Linked DNA regions of Sus scrofa: regions 1, 2 and 3 are each linked to region 4. The links are chromatin contacts, called in public HiChIP or PLAC-seq and promoter capture Hi-C maps. All regions are on one chromosome and are shown on one strand. Each heading gives the region's core, a stretch centred on a gene start, on an enhancer-like site or on the middle of the called end of the contact. The rest is flanking DNA. Distances are from core to core; before and after follow the strand shown.

The links. Promoter capture Hi-C pulls out the DNA fragments that hold promoters and counts their contacts. HiChIP or PLAC-seq counts read pairs in DNA pulled down with a chosen protein or histone mark.
Region 1: a contact with region 4 is called in a promoter capture Hi-C map of liver, with 5 times the contacts expected there. The contact joins the promoter of PHB here to the promoter of SLC35B1 in region 4. A contact is called at or near these places in 2 of 5 promoter capture datasets (fetal liver and liver), 12 of 47 Hi-C or Micro-C datasets (alveolar macrophages, embryonic fibroblasts, epiblast stem cells and 6 more) and 2 of 2 datasets of contacts at active chromatin or transcription factors (alveolar macrophages and skeletal muscle).
Region 2: a promoter capture Hi-C map of liver shows a contact between it and region 4, with 3 times the contacts expected there. The contact joins the promoter of ZNF652 here to the promoter of SLC35B1 in region 4. A contact is called at or near these places in 1 of 5 promoter capture datasets (liver) and 1 of 2 datasets of contacts at active chromatin or transcription factors (alveolar macrophages).
Region 3: an H3K27ac HiChIP or PLAC-seq map of alveolar macrophages shows a contact between it and region 4. The contact joins the promoter of PDK2 here to the promoter of SLC35B1 in region 4. A contact is called at or near these places in 1 of 5 promoter capture datasets (liver), 4 of 47 Hi-C or Micro-C datasets (alveolar macrophages, embryonic fibroblasts, heart right ventricle and 1 more) and 1 of 2 datasets of contacts at active chromatin or transcription factors (alveolar macrophages).

What each region holds. Positions count from the first base shown.
Region 1 is chr12:25,608,442-25,611,276 of Sscrofa11.1, reverse strand. It overlaps PHB (prohibitin), which reads left to right and starts at 1,584. Exons shown (of 7, transcript XM_003131560.6): 1 at 1,584-1,665. It overlaps LOC106505435 (a long non-coding RNA gene), which reads right to left and starts at 1,353. Exons shown (of 3, transcript XR_002337165.1): 1 at 1,275-1,353.
Region 2 is chr12:25,552,205-25,555,195 of Sscrofa11.1, reverse strand. ZNF652 (zinc finger protein 652) reads left to right here and starts at 1,257. Exons shown (of 6, transcript XM_013980996.2): 1 at 1,257-1,570.
Region 3 is chr12:26,273,167-26,275,866 of Sscrofa11.1, reverse strand. It overlaps PDK2 (pyruvate dehydrogenase kinase, isozyme 2), which reads right to left and starts at 1,305. Exons shown (of 11, transcript XM_021067148.1): 1 at 1,048-1,305. The coding sequence starts at 1,165.
Region 4 is chr12:25,887,147-25,889,928 of Sscrofa11.1, reverse strand. It overlaps SLC35B1 (solute carrier family 35 member B1), which reads left to right and starts at 1,383. Exons shown (of 9, transcript XM_021067140.1): 1 at 1,383-1,838; 2 at 2,502-2,605. The coding sequence starts at 1,633.

The sequences.
Region 1 (2,835 bases), core at 335-2,834, 280 kb after region 4:
AAGACGTTGAAAGAATTCAGTCCTACTAGAATCCAGAAATGGGCCTGGTTTCATTACAATTATGTGTCCATATACCAGTTGGGTAGTAGCCCAGCTAAGAAGGCAAAACCTGAATCTAATGATGAGGAAACATCAGACAAATGCAAAATGAGAAACATTCTTTTTTTTCCCCTCCCTGTTTTAATGTAATAAAAAGCAAGGAAAGTTGAAGACAAATTAAAGATGACTAAAGAGACATGAAAAATAAACACAAGACCTAATCTTGGACTGCATCCTGTACGGAGCAGGGGCGTGTGTGTGTGTGTGTGTAGACTGCTACGAAGTTCACTATTGGATCACTGGGGGGAAAGTGGAATGCAGAGAGTAGATGGAACTTATTAAAGATATATAAGAGGATATCCTTACTCTTAGAAAATACAAAGAGAGAGAAGCGAGGGAGGGAGAGGAGGCAACAACTTATAAGATGTGAAAATTAATAAAGAGAAAGCTCATTTTACATTGAGCCAGGAAGGCCAGAATAGGGAACTCTCACACCCTACCAACAGCTAGAGACCCAAGAGGAAGAGCTACCATTGCATCCCCAACAGGAAGAAGGGTACCACTTTTCTATCCAGGAGGAGGAAGGAAATTTTTCTCCTCGTCCAGCAACAGCCCAGCCAATAAGAGACCGTCACAATTCAGCCAATAAAAAGCCACTACACTTCAAATTGTTTCCTCTAACTCTTTGTTTATAACAGCCCCTCCCAGCTCCCCCTTCTCCAACATAAAAAAAGGTCTTTTTTGCTCTGCACACTTGCCTGCAGGGTGCCAAAGTTTGCATGTCCAGAATTGCAATTCAGTGATGTTCCCAAATAAACCCAATTTACTGGTAAAATAACTGGCTGTTTTGTTGTTTTAGAGCGACAAAGCAAATGGAGCAAATTGTCAGCAAAAGATGAACCTTCAGTAAGGTTTTCACGTGTTCTTTGTACGATGCATGCAACCACTCCAAAGAGACTTTAAAAAAAAAAAAAAAAGTACCCATGGGACCCTAACTTTAAGCCCAACCCCTTTGCTAAATTGGTGCAAGACCCTGAATGAATCCCTTTCTATCTGGGCCTCATTTTCTAGTCCAGATGGTTTCTAACGTTCCCTGGCTATCCATGTCCCACAACTCAAAACACTTCTTTCTTTGGAAAGAAAAGAAGACAGCCCCTTCACCTCTCAGCCTACCGGTTACTTCACAACTTTCTCCAAAGTGATCAACCTTTCCTCTGCCCATCCTCGCCACCTACCAGCAGTCTCAGCCACTCTTTCCTAGAGCCTTAGGGCCCATCTTCGGGGGCTCTAGGATCGCTTCAGAACAGGCACGTGCATTTCTCTCCCAAGAAACTACAGCCCCCAAAAGGCTTTGCGGCAACCCTGGGCATTTAGTACCACCAAAGAGAAAAAGCTTTCAGCTCGGGCCGGCCGCTGCATGGCTTTTTGGGAATTGTAGTTCCCGTGCGAAGAGCCCGGGAACCAGGGTACCGCCGCAAGCCACGCTTCCCAGAACGCACAGCGCCAGTCCCTGCCAATCAAAGACGCGGATCTTGGAAGGAGAGCTGGGGGGAAGAGGAGGAGCTGCGCGGCGCATGCGCGGTATGTGTGGCTGGGGAATTCATGTGGAGGTCAGAGTGGAAGCAGGTGAGAATGGAGCAGGGTGGTTGCGGCCCCCGACGGGTTGTCTCCGTGGTCCCTCTGAGCTCCCATGCCTTGAAGTTTGGGCCGGTGGGACGAGTGCGTGGGTCCACCTGGTGTCGGAAGGGAACGGGGGTGAGCCTGGGAGGAGGTTGCGTTAGAGTAAGGAGGTGTGTATGGGGGCAGGGTGAGGAATAATCCAGAAGCTGTTAGAAATGGAAAGGCTGAGGGGTCAGGACCGGGAATTCAGGTCTGGTAGAGAAATATTTAAATGCACGGGGAGAGGTCAGGGTAGTCTCAGAAGTTGTGATCTGGGGAGGAGGGAGGGGAGGCCGAAGTGGATGACCACTATGGGGCGGAGCAAGACAAAGTTAAGTGCTTGAGTGGATTCGAGTGAGATCGGCGTTGCTCCCGCCCACCCCGCCCCTCTCCCTCTCGCTTTGCAGCCGTTTAGGGCCTTTCTGGCCCAGTTGGTTCTTGTGGTGTGTTGGCCCCAGAATGTCATCCAGCCTGTGCTTCCGTAACAACAGGTCGTTCTCAATCCCGGATGATAAGCAGCAGCAGGGTCAGGAGTTTAGCTCTGCCTTCTAGAACGAGACCTCCAGGTTCTAATCCTGGTTGCATCACTGCTAGCTGTGTGATCTTAGGCTCCTCCTGTGACCTCTGTGTGCCTCAGTTTCCTCCTTTGTAGTAATCCTCATAGAGGTTGATGTGAGGAAGACTGCCTAGTGTCATTCTTTTGCTGTTGTAATCACATTCTTTTCTGAGCCCAAATTCCAAGGAATTAACCACACAGACTCTCCTGGGGCCTGCCTCTCCAGGAAAGGGGAGGGTGGTCTGGTGTGGTGCTAAGTATCAAGTATCAATCCCATAATCCCATGCCCTCTTCCTTTTTTTTTTTTCCTTTAGGGCACTGCACCCAAGGCCTGTGGAGGTTCCCAGGCTAGGGGTCGAATTGGAGCTGCAGCTGCCGGCCTATAGCACAGCCACAGCAACGAGGGATCGGAGCCACATCTGCAACCTGCACCACAGCTTGTGGCAACACCAGGTCCTTAATGCACTGAGCGAGGCCAGGGATCGAACCCACATCTTCATGTATACTAGTCAGGTTCATTAACCACTGAGCCACGACAGGAACTCCTGCATTTTGAACCACCTGCCCCAGGCCCCCTTTTT
Region 2 (2,991 bases), core at 8-2,507, 330 kb after region 4:
CCTACACCACAGCTCAGGGCAACGCCGGATCCTTAACCCACTGAGCAGGGCCCTCAGGGATTGAACCCCTGTCCCCATGGATACTAGTCGGGTTTGTTAACACTGAGCCACGACTGGAACTCCGATGTGTACTTTTAATAATGGAGGGAGAATAAGGAGTTCCAATTAAGATAAGATTTGAAAACATCACGGAAGTTTGGTTTATGGTAGGAAAGGTCATGCCTTGGTTCTACTCCACCCAAGGCCTTTGCCTTGCCTGGTTCATTTCCCCCCTCTGTACTCTAAGCACTTCCAGCTATGGACACTTTCTCTTGGCTCTGAACTTGGATAAATGCTACCTTGTTAGCTAATAGTACCATTAATTATATTAATGATTAATAGCTAATTAGTCATAACGCTGTAATACTTAAATGGAGGCTTCCTTTCTTTTGGCAGCTCTATGTCTCAAGCGCCCACACACACACACACACACACACACATATCCCCTTCCCTATTCCTGGCCACAGAACAAGCGTGGCTCTAAATGTGTTTTTCTGACCACTCTGGTGATCTCTAAATTTCTCCAGTTTTTATTGAAGAAAGCTGTCAATAACAGTTGAAAGCTGTCCCATTCATCTGGGGAATGACGGACCACTACGGCTTATATTTTGCCTCCTTTATTTCTGTCCTCTGTCACTCCCCCTGCCCTTCAGTAACAAGGAGGCCAGCGTCAAGTTTCTTTTTTTAACCTTCTTTCACAAACCCAAAAAGCTCTTTGACTTATAAATCTCACTTGGGCCTACGTCTCTACTCTGGCCCCCTTTCTCCACTTTCCCTTATGCTAAGCCGCCCCCTACTTCGTGGAATCCCACTCCCCCAGCCCAAAGCTCCCTCCCACCTCTGCGTTTTGGCTTCCTTTCAGGAACCACGCCCCCAGAACCCAAGGCGTGTTTTGCGCACGCGCACTTCACGCCTTTACCTGGGCGCTCGGGAGTGGGCGGAGTGGGGGAGGCTGGGGTGGAGCGGGAGTCGGCGGTTATGTGGGCGGCGGAGCGCTCACAATGTGGCAGGAGGGAGAAAAGGTGCGCCAGGGGCCGGCCCCGAGGGCTGCGCATGCGCGCCGCCGCGCCCAGTGGCCGAGATGCCAGGGGGGCGGGCGGAGGGAGGTGTCGGGCTCCCTGTTGGGCGGGGGGGCCGGCGAGGGAAGGGGCCGCGGGCGCGCGCGCGCTCTCGCCGCTGCTCGCCCTCCCTCCCTGCCCCCCTCTCCGCACACACAACCACACACGCACACCCCCTCCCCTGTCTCCCTCCCCGCGCGCCGCCCGCCCCGCTGGCCCCGCTCGCCCTCGCGCGCTCGGAAGGGAGTCGCGAGACGTCGGAGCGGCGGCCACGTAGCGCTGCGGCGGCGGCGGCGGCAGCGGCGGCCGAGGCCGGGTCTGCGGAGCGGCCCTGAGGACAGACGTTGGGCAGGGGGGAGGGGCCGGCCCGGCCGGCGGTTGTTACTCGAGCGCCGCGGCTACAGGCCCCCCGCCGCAGGGATGGACCGCCGAGGCGGCGGTCGGGGCGGCGGAGGCGGAGGCGGCCGGCCCGGGTGAGTAGGGGCCCCTGCCCCCCACGCACACGCCACAGTCGCGGCTGCGCCCCCGGCAGCAGCCCTTCCTCAACGCCGCCCGCCGAGCCGACCCGGGCTCTGGGCGCCGGGTTAACCCTTCGCCGAGGCAGCTGCGTGCACTAGGCCGGAGCAGCCCCCATCCGGCGGGGAGGCCCGGGGCGCTGCGCTCTTCTGGCCCAGAGCCTTGGGCCGGGGGCGCCCGCTTCTGCCCCTTCGCCCCTTCTTTTCCAGACCCGGGCTGGGCTCTAGTTTTGCAGAGTCCGCTCGCCCCGAGGCCCGAGGGGAGGCTGAGGTTGCACGGGTTAGCGGGCTGAGGGGAGATTTGCACCGGTCCTCCTGCGAACATTCTCCTGCCCTGCAGCTGGTGGCTTGCACCCACTGCCTCCCCTGCCCTGCGGCTGCGCCCAAGCCACCAACCCCTGGGAGTATTGTGCCGCCCGAGATAAAATGCATCTAGTGTGTACACCCGCCCAGCACTCACCCAGAGGGTAATGCAGACCTTTCTCCACCCCCACCTCCTCCTCCCCTCCAATCAGGCTCTACTTAAGATTCTTAGATGGGAGCCACTGAAGGTAGTGACACCCCCCTCCCCGTTACATCTGCACAGAACATGTTCATTGTGAAGCATGTCTCCTGTAGACATGATAAATGCCCCTGCCTCACCCCTTTAGACTGTCTTCACGATTTAAGATCCCATATGCTCTTCTTGAAGAGGGGCAGCCTTTCATCACATCTAGCATATCCCTCCCCCATAACACACACACACACACACACACACACACACACACTCTTCCTGATTGCCACACAGCCCCTGTCATCTCGGATCCATTGTCAGGAATGGCTTGTGCCAATCAAAGGAATGTGCTTTTTGCCTTTGGAGAAGGGTGCTTTCCACAACCATATTCTCAGGATGTTGCTGCGTGAGTCTGTCTTTGATTGTCCCCAGCTTGTCCCCGTATTCAAGCATCAGTGTTTCCCTTATAGGCATCTCCCGTGGACCCTCTAATACCTGAGTGATGCTTTTTTCCCCCAGGTAATTAGATACAGATGGTGTGTGGGGATTTCATTGATTTTGTTGTAATGAAGGCATAGTCAATAATACAGCTTGATATTTTGAGAAGAATGTCTGTGTATTTTTTCCCAGAGATGGCCAGGTCCGTATTGTTCTGGGAATGGCAACTAGCACATGCTTTGTTGACAACATGTGTATGCTTACGGAAGGAAATGCTGCTGTAGCTGGCATGTGAGTGTGTGCGCTGAATGCAGGTGATGTTCCCGTCTAGGGCTGATTTGAAAGTGGTGAGCAGTGCCGGGTTAGGGCTGGCAGGCATCTTGGATGTTTGTAGCAGGACTGTGCACATGTACGCCAATGCATACTGCCTTTAATTTTGTTTAAAATG
Region 3 (2,700 bases), core at 56-2,555, 390 kb before region 4:
TGGGCAGCTGCAGGGGGTTGAGAGGGGGCTCTGGAGGCTTTCCTACACGGGAGGAGCTCAGGCAGACAGGTCTTGGGGAACAGGTGCCCCGTGTCCTGACTGCCACCTTCCCCCGCCTGCCATCAGTGACGCAGCTGTAACCTGAGCCAGGCACTGTCTCTCCTCAACTCTTGAGAGAAGGGGCACCCCCCCTTCTAATCCCCAGCTGGCACCATGGAAACACGGTGGGAACAGACAGGGACCACACAATGCCTGTTTCAGTCACCACGTTGGCACAGCCTTGCTCTGGCTCCAGAGCCACCCCCAGAATGGTGGTGGTGGTGGGGGGTGTTAGGCCACCCTGGCACAAGAACCCAGGGGCAGCCAAGGGTGGGTACAAGGCACCCGACTGCACCTCACAGCGCCCCAGACCCCTGCCCAGCTGGAGACAGATGGCCAGGCCACAGCAGATTTGATCTTCAAGTGTCCTTGCCCACTGGGACAGCTGGAGGGCAGCTCCTTCAGTGGGCGGAGGTGTACTGGTCAGGGTGTCCCTCCTGTTGACTCATCTGAGAGAGCCCCTGCCCCCAACTGACCCCTCCACGTCTGCCCTGCACAGGTCTCCTTCCAGATGGCTGTGCCTCCCAGCCCTGCCTCCTTACAGCCACCAGCATCCCGGCCCATTTCTTCTCTGACCCTCACTCTTAGAATCGCCAGAACAACCCCAGGAACCCTTTCGTGCCTTCCAGCCCTAACATCACCGCCTCACTGCCCCTTCCTCACCAAGACCCCTCACAAAGCCCGAGAAGATACCTCCGATCCCTCCTCAGCGCCCCCACTTCCCACTGCCTAGTCTCTCCAGCCGGGGTGCCCTAACCCTTTTAAGGCCGGCTGCCTCCGGCCTCTCCGTTAACCCTCTCCTGCCTGGACCCCTGCAAGCCAACCCTTCCCGTCACTCGGTCTCTCTCAACCTCCGTGTTAACCCTTCACGGCCAGGACGCCTTCCTCCCCCCCAGCCCCCCCTCCCCCGCAGGTCCCGGTGGCCAGCCGCCTCCCGCCCCCTCGTACCGAAGTCCAGAAACTGCTTCATGGACAACGGGGACGGGGAGAACTTGCTGAAGTGCTCGATGTACTTGGGCGCCCCTGCCAGGGACGCATTCTTCAGTAGCGCGCGGACCCAGCGCATGGCAGCGGCGGCCGCGCCTCGGGCTCGGGCTCGGGCTCGGGCTCCGCACCCCGCGCGGGCAGCGTTGGCGCTCGGCTTGGCCCACTCGGGTCCCGCGCCGCCCAGGCCGCCTCCTCCCCACCACCGCCCTGGCGGGGCTCCGAGTCCGGCCAATCGGCTCGTCGCGGCGCCCCGACGTCGCCAATGGCCGCTCACAAACAACTTCCGGAGAGCCAATTGCCTCTCGCCCCGGCACGTGGCTGCCCCCTGGGCCCGCCCCCTTAACTCCGTGTTTGCCCGGAGCGGCCTGTTGTTTTCGGGAGGCCGGGCGGAGAGCCCGCCTCCCGGGTGTCACCCCGCCCTTCCTCCTCCCCGCCCATAGGGGTTAACCCCTCCCTTCCCAGAGGCTCGTTATTCCCATACCTATTCTACTCCTTCCTTTCCCCGCTCCCTCCTCAGACTCCTTCACGTCTCGTCTCTGAGATTGTTCCGGTAGCTGTCAGCGCACCCCATTTCCTCCCAAAGTGTCCCGATTCACCTATCTTGATTCCCATCTGCTCTCCCTTAGGGGGTCTAGTGGGTTCCCAATTCAGATGACAGTGACTCAGATTGAATGTTTGCTAACTTCGGGATCTGGATGCGAGCCCACGTCAGTCCCTCGTATCACAAAGATCCAAGCAGCTCATGAAAAGGCGGCATGTTGCTTTTCCAGTTAAAAAAGTCAGTCAACCTCCTAATTAACACCTGGAGGCGGCAGAGGCAACCCTTACCATCAGTGCTACAATGAAGTTTTCAAAAAACTTTTTTTTTTTTTTTTTGTCTTTTTAGGGCCGCACTAGCGGCACATGGAGATTCCCAGGCTAGGGGTCAAATCGGAGCTGTAGCTGCCGGCCTACGCCAGAGCCACAGCAACTCGGGATCCGAGCCGCGTCTGCGACCTACACCACAGCTCATGGCAACGCCGGACCCTTAACCCACTGAACGAGGCCAGGGATCGAACCTGCATCCTCATGGATGCTAGTAAGATTCGTTTCCGCTGAGCCACGAGGGAAACTCCCAAAACACTTTTATTTTTTTATTCTCTTCTCTTTGGACCTAAGAAAGCAACCTTTTTCGCTCTGAGCGTTCTTAGAGAAAGGTCCTGGGAGATGATTGGTGCTGGAGGCGGAGAGCCCGCCCTTCCTCAGCCAACCGGCTCTCTCGTGGGAACCCAGCGCGCGCCCTCTTGTGGTCGAGAGCGGTAAGTCCCTCGCTTCTCCCCCCACCCCCTTGAGGTGTTTTTCGCTGTTCAGTCGTGGGCTCACATTCACCAATGGCATAATAAATTTTAGGCTTTGTGCTGGGACAGGGAAAGAGACAAGATTGGGACACTGCCTTTTCCTTCGATCGTTTCATTTCTCAGTCTGGGAGAGAGCTGCATAAATAAATAAATAGTTATAACAGAATATGATTATAGCCTATGCAGAGCTATGAGCAAGGCCTCACAATGAAGGGGACTCTCTTAGCTGAATGAATAATAACCTATGTGCCAAGCACTGTTTGCATTCATTATCTCA
Region 4 (2,782 bases), core at 134-2,633:
CTTGGCTAGATAAGCATCAGACACACTGTAAAATGCTTTACATAAAACGTCATTGAACTATCACAGCTTCCCAATGTGATAAATCCCACTGTACTAATGAAAGAAGGACCCCCCCCCCCAAATTGAATAATTTCTCTCCCCCAAACAGATACAAAGCAAGGGAGCTAGGACTGGGAACCAGATCATTTGAATCCAGTGCCCATGCTTCTAGCCACAGTGCCCTCCCGCTTGTTGTTATATTTCCATTAATTGCAGATGAGGAAACTTGACTCAGAGGTCAAGTGAATTGTTTGAGGTCCCAGGTGGTAAAGAGGCAGAGCTGGGACTGGAACCCCAGCTCGGTGCCCCGGAATTGTCGGCTAATACAATAGAGTAAGCCACTGCATAAGACAGCAAACGTGGGGGTCCCTCTCCCTAAGATAAAGGAGATAGAGAGTTGGGGACAGACCGTATCTTCTACTTCTTACCCCTCCCCGAAAGATGTTGGCCTACCCCCAGAGTCTTAGTGAGTCAGGCCCAGAGTGATGGGTGTGGTGCTGCCCCGAGTTTCCTTCCTTTGACTGAGGCTGTGCCAAAGGAGTAAGTAGGCTGCTAGAAGGGGAGAAAGAGCAGCCCAGAGTTCAATGATTAAGGTGGGGCTGGAGGGGGGTAGTGGCAAGTCCTGGGGTCAGTCCGCCCTAGCTCTTGGTGTCAGCCCCTAGAGGCCCAACACTTAGATGAGGGTGGGCCCCAACAAGGAGCTCATTAATGCGGGAGGGTTTGCTCCATTGTGGGTGACTTGAAAAGACCTTGAAGAAAATCCACTTCAGTAAGCTTCCATTTCCACCTCCAGGATGTGAGAGATCAGAGTTGAGAAAGTAATGACTAATAAATACCTTAAACGTGCACAGCACACTTTGCAGTTTATAAAACACTTTCACCAACCTCTGCTCATTTGATTCTCAGAACAGTCAAGAAGCGACAAGGTGGCTATTACTAATTATCCCATAGACTATATATAGACCAGGAAAACCGTGGCTCGGAATTTAGGTGACATGCGTAAGTTACCCTGCCTTTAAGTGACAGAGCTGAGACAGGCCCTTGGAAGCCTAGCGATGTGCCTAGAACGCTCCCCGAAGCCAGGCCTTGAACGCTCTGCTGGTAAAGGGCTTAGAGTCGGGGGCGCTGGGCAGCAGCTAGGGGGCGCTAAGGCTCCATTGAGCGTTTCAGGGCGTTAGGACCCAGCAGAAGCCTGACAGCAGACCGGGGAAAAAAAAGACTGTAGATTTGCCCGGCCGGCGTACTCCTCCTTCCCGCCCACCTGTCTGTTTTCTCACGGTGCAGCCAATTGGTTACCTCCACATCCCTCTACGTCATCATTCCACGCCCGCGTACCTCCTAGGCCTTCCCGTCTAGCTCCGTGTCGAAGTTGTCCTCGGAGTTGCCTGATCGGAAAGTCTCGAGAGCAAGGCGTTACCCTCGGGGTATTTGGCTCGCTTGGCCACCCGGGACAAGGACAAAGCCCCAGGGCGGGTCTCCTTTCCTTAGAAGCGGGTGCTGGGTTCTGAGGAGTTTCCTCCTAGTCAGACCTGAGCTGGCAGTTCTAGCGGTAGCCGCTGGGGCCCTACTGGGCAGCGGTCGCATGCAGCTCCTATGAGGGCCCTGTCGCCGGTCGGCGATGTCCGGCTGGACCTGTCGCCGCCGCCGCCGCTGCCGGCTGTGAGCGGGTCTCCGGTCGGGTCGTCCGGGCGTCTCATGGCCGCTAGCAGCTCCCTGGTGCCCGACCGGCTGCGCCTGCCGCTGTGTTTCCTCGGCGTCTTTGTCTGCTATTTCTACTATGGGATACTGCAGGAAAAGATGTAAGCTGATACCCCGGGTCGGAACGCAGACACCCCCGTCCCATCCTGCTTCATCTCCCCAGCCTGTGGTCGGGTTCGCGGTCCTCCCACCCCTGCTCCCTCCCTTCTCAGCATCCTGACACCTTTGCAGTTGCGGCTAGACCTCCCCAGATTTCCAAAACGCGAAAGCTGGTCTCTGGATTCTCGGGAGCTGATTATTTTTCTTCCCTTAATTGCTATTTTTCTTCCCTTAATTGCTTTTTTTCTTGTTTGGTCTAAGGAGCTGGGTTTTACAGGCTTAGGTTTCCACGACCTGTGCCGGCCCCTCTTTGGAACTCCCAGATGCTTGCAGAGAGCTGATTCCTTTGCCCTCGGCCTTGCTGCTGTAGCTCATCCCTTTTTCTGTTGCCTGGGGTACTTCCTTTCACCAACTAGTTGTTCGTGTTTTCCTTTAGCTCTGTCCTTTACGGATATTTTTCTTGTAGACCTTGGGATTCGCAGCCTGAAATGTCATTTCTAGATCCAATAAAATCAGTTCTTACTGTAAATGAGCCTGGCAATCCATACCAAACTCTCTCTACATCTGGCAGGATAGTTTCAAGAGTTCAGAGGCTCTGGATTAGTAGATGACACTGAGAGAAGTGTACTAATTCCTCCCCTCTTTCTCATGCATTTCATTCTTAGAACAAGAGGAAAGTATGGGGAGGGAGCCAAGCAGGAGACGTTCACTTTTGCCTTAACTTTGGTCTTCATCCAGTGTGTGATCAATGCTGTGTTTGCCAAGATCTGTGAGTACCTAGTAATCCGTTGTGTGCCCCGCTCCCGTGGTATCCTAGGCTTTAGGCAGAGGCCCAGCCTTAAGGTCTAATTCTTAAGACTCTCGGCCCCTTTAGCACTGAAACAGCCTCTCTGTTCGATCTATAAAACTAGTGGCTTTGGAAAAGGGTGAAACCCCATTTCTTTAA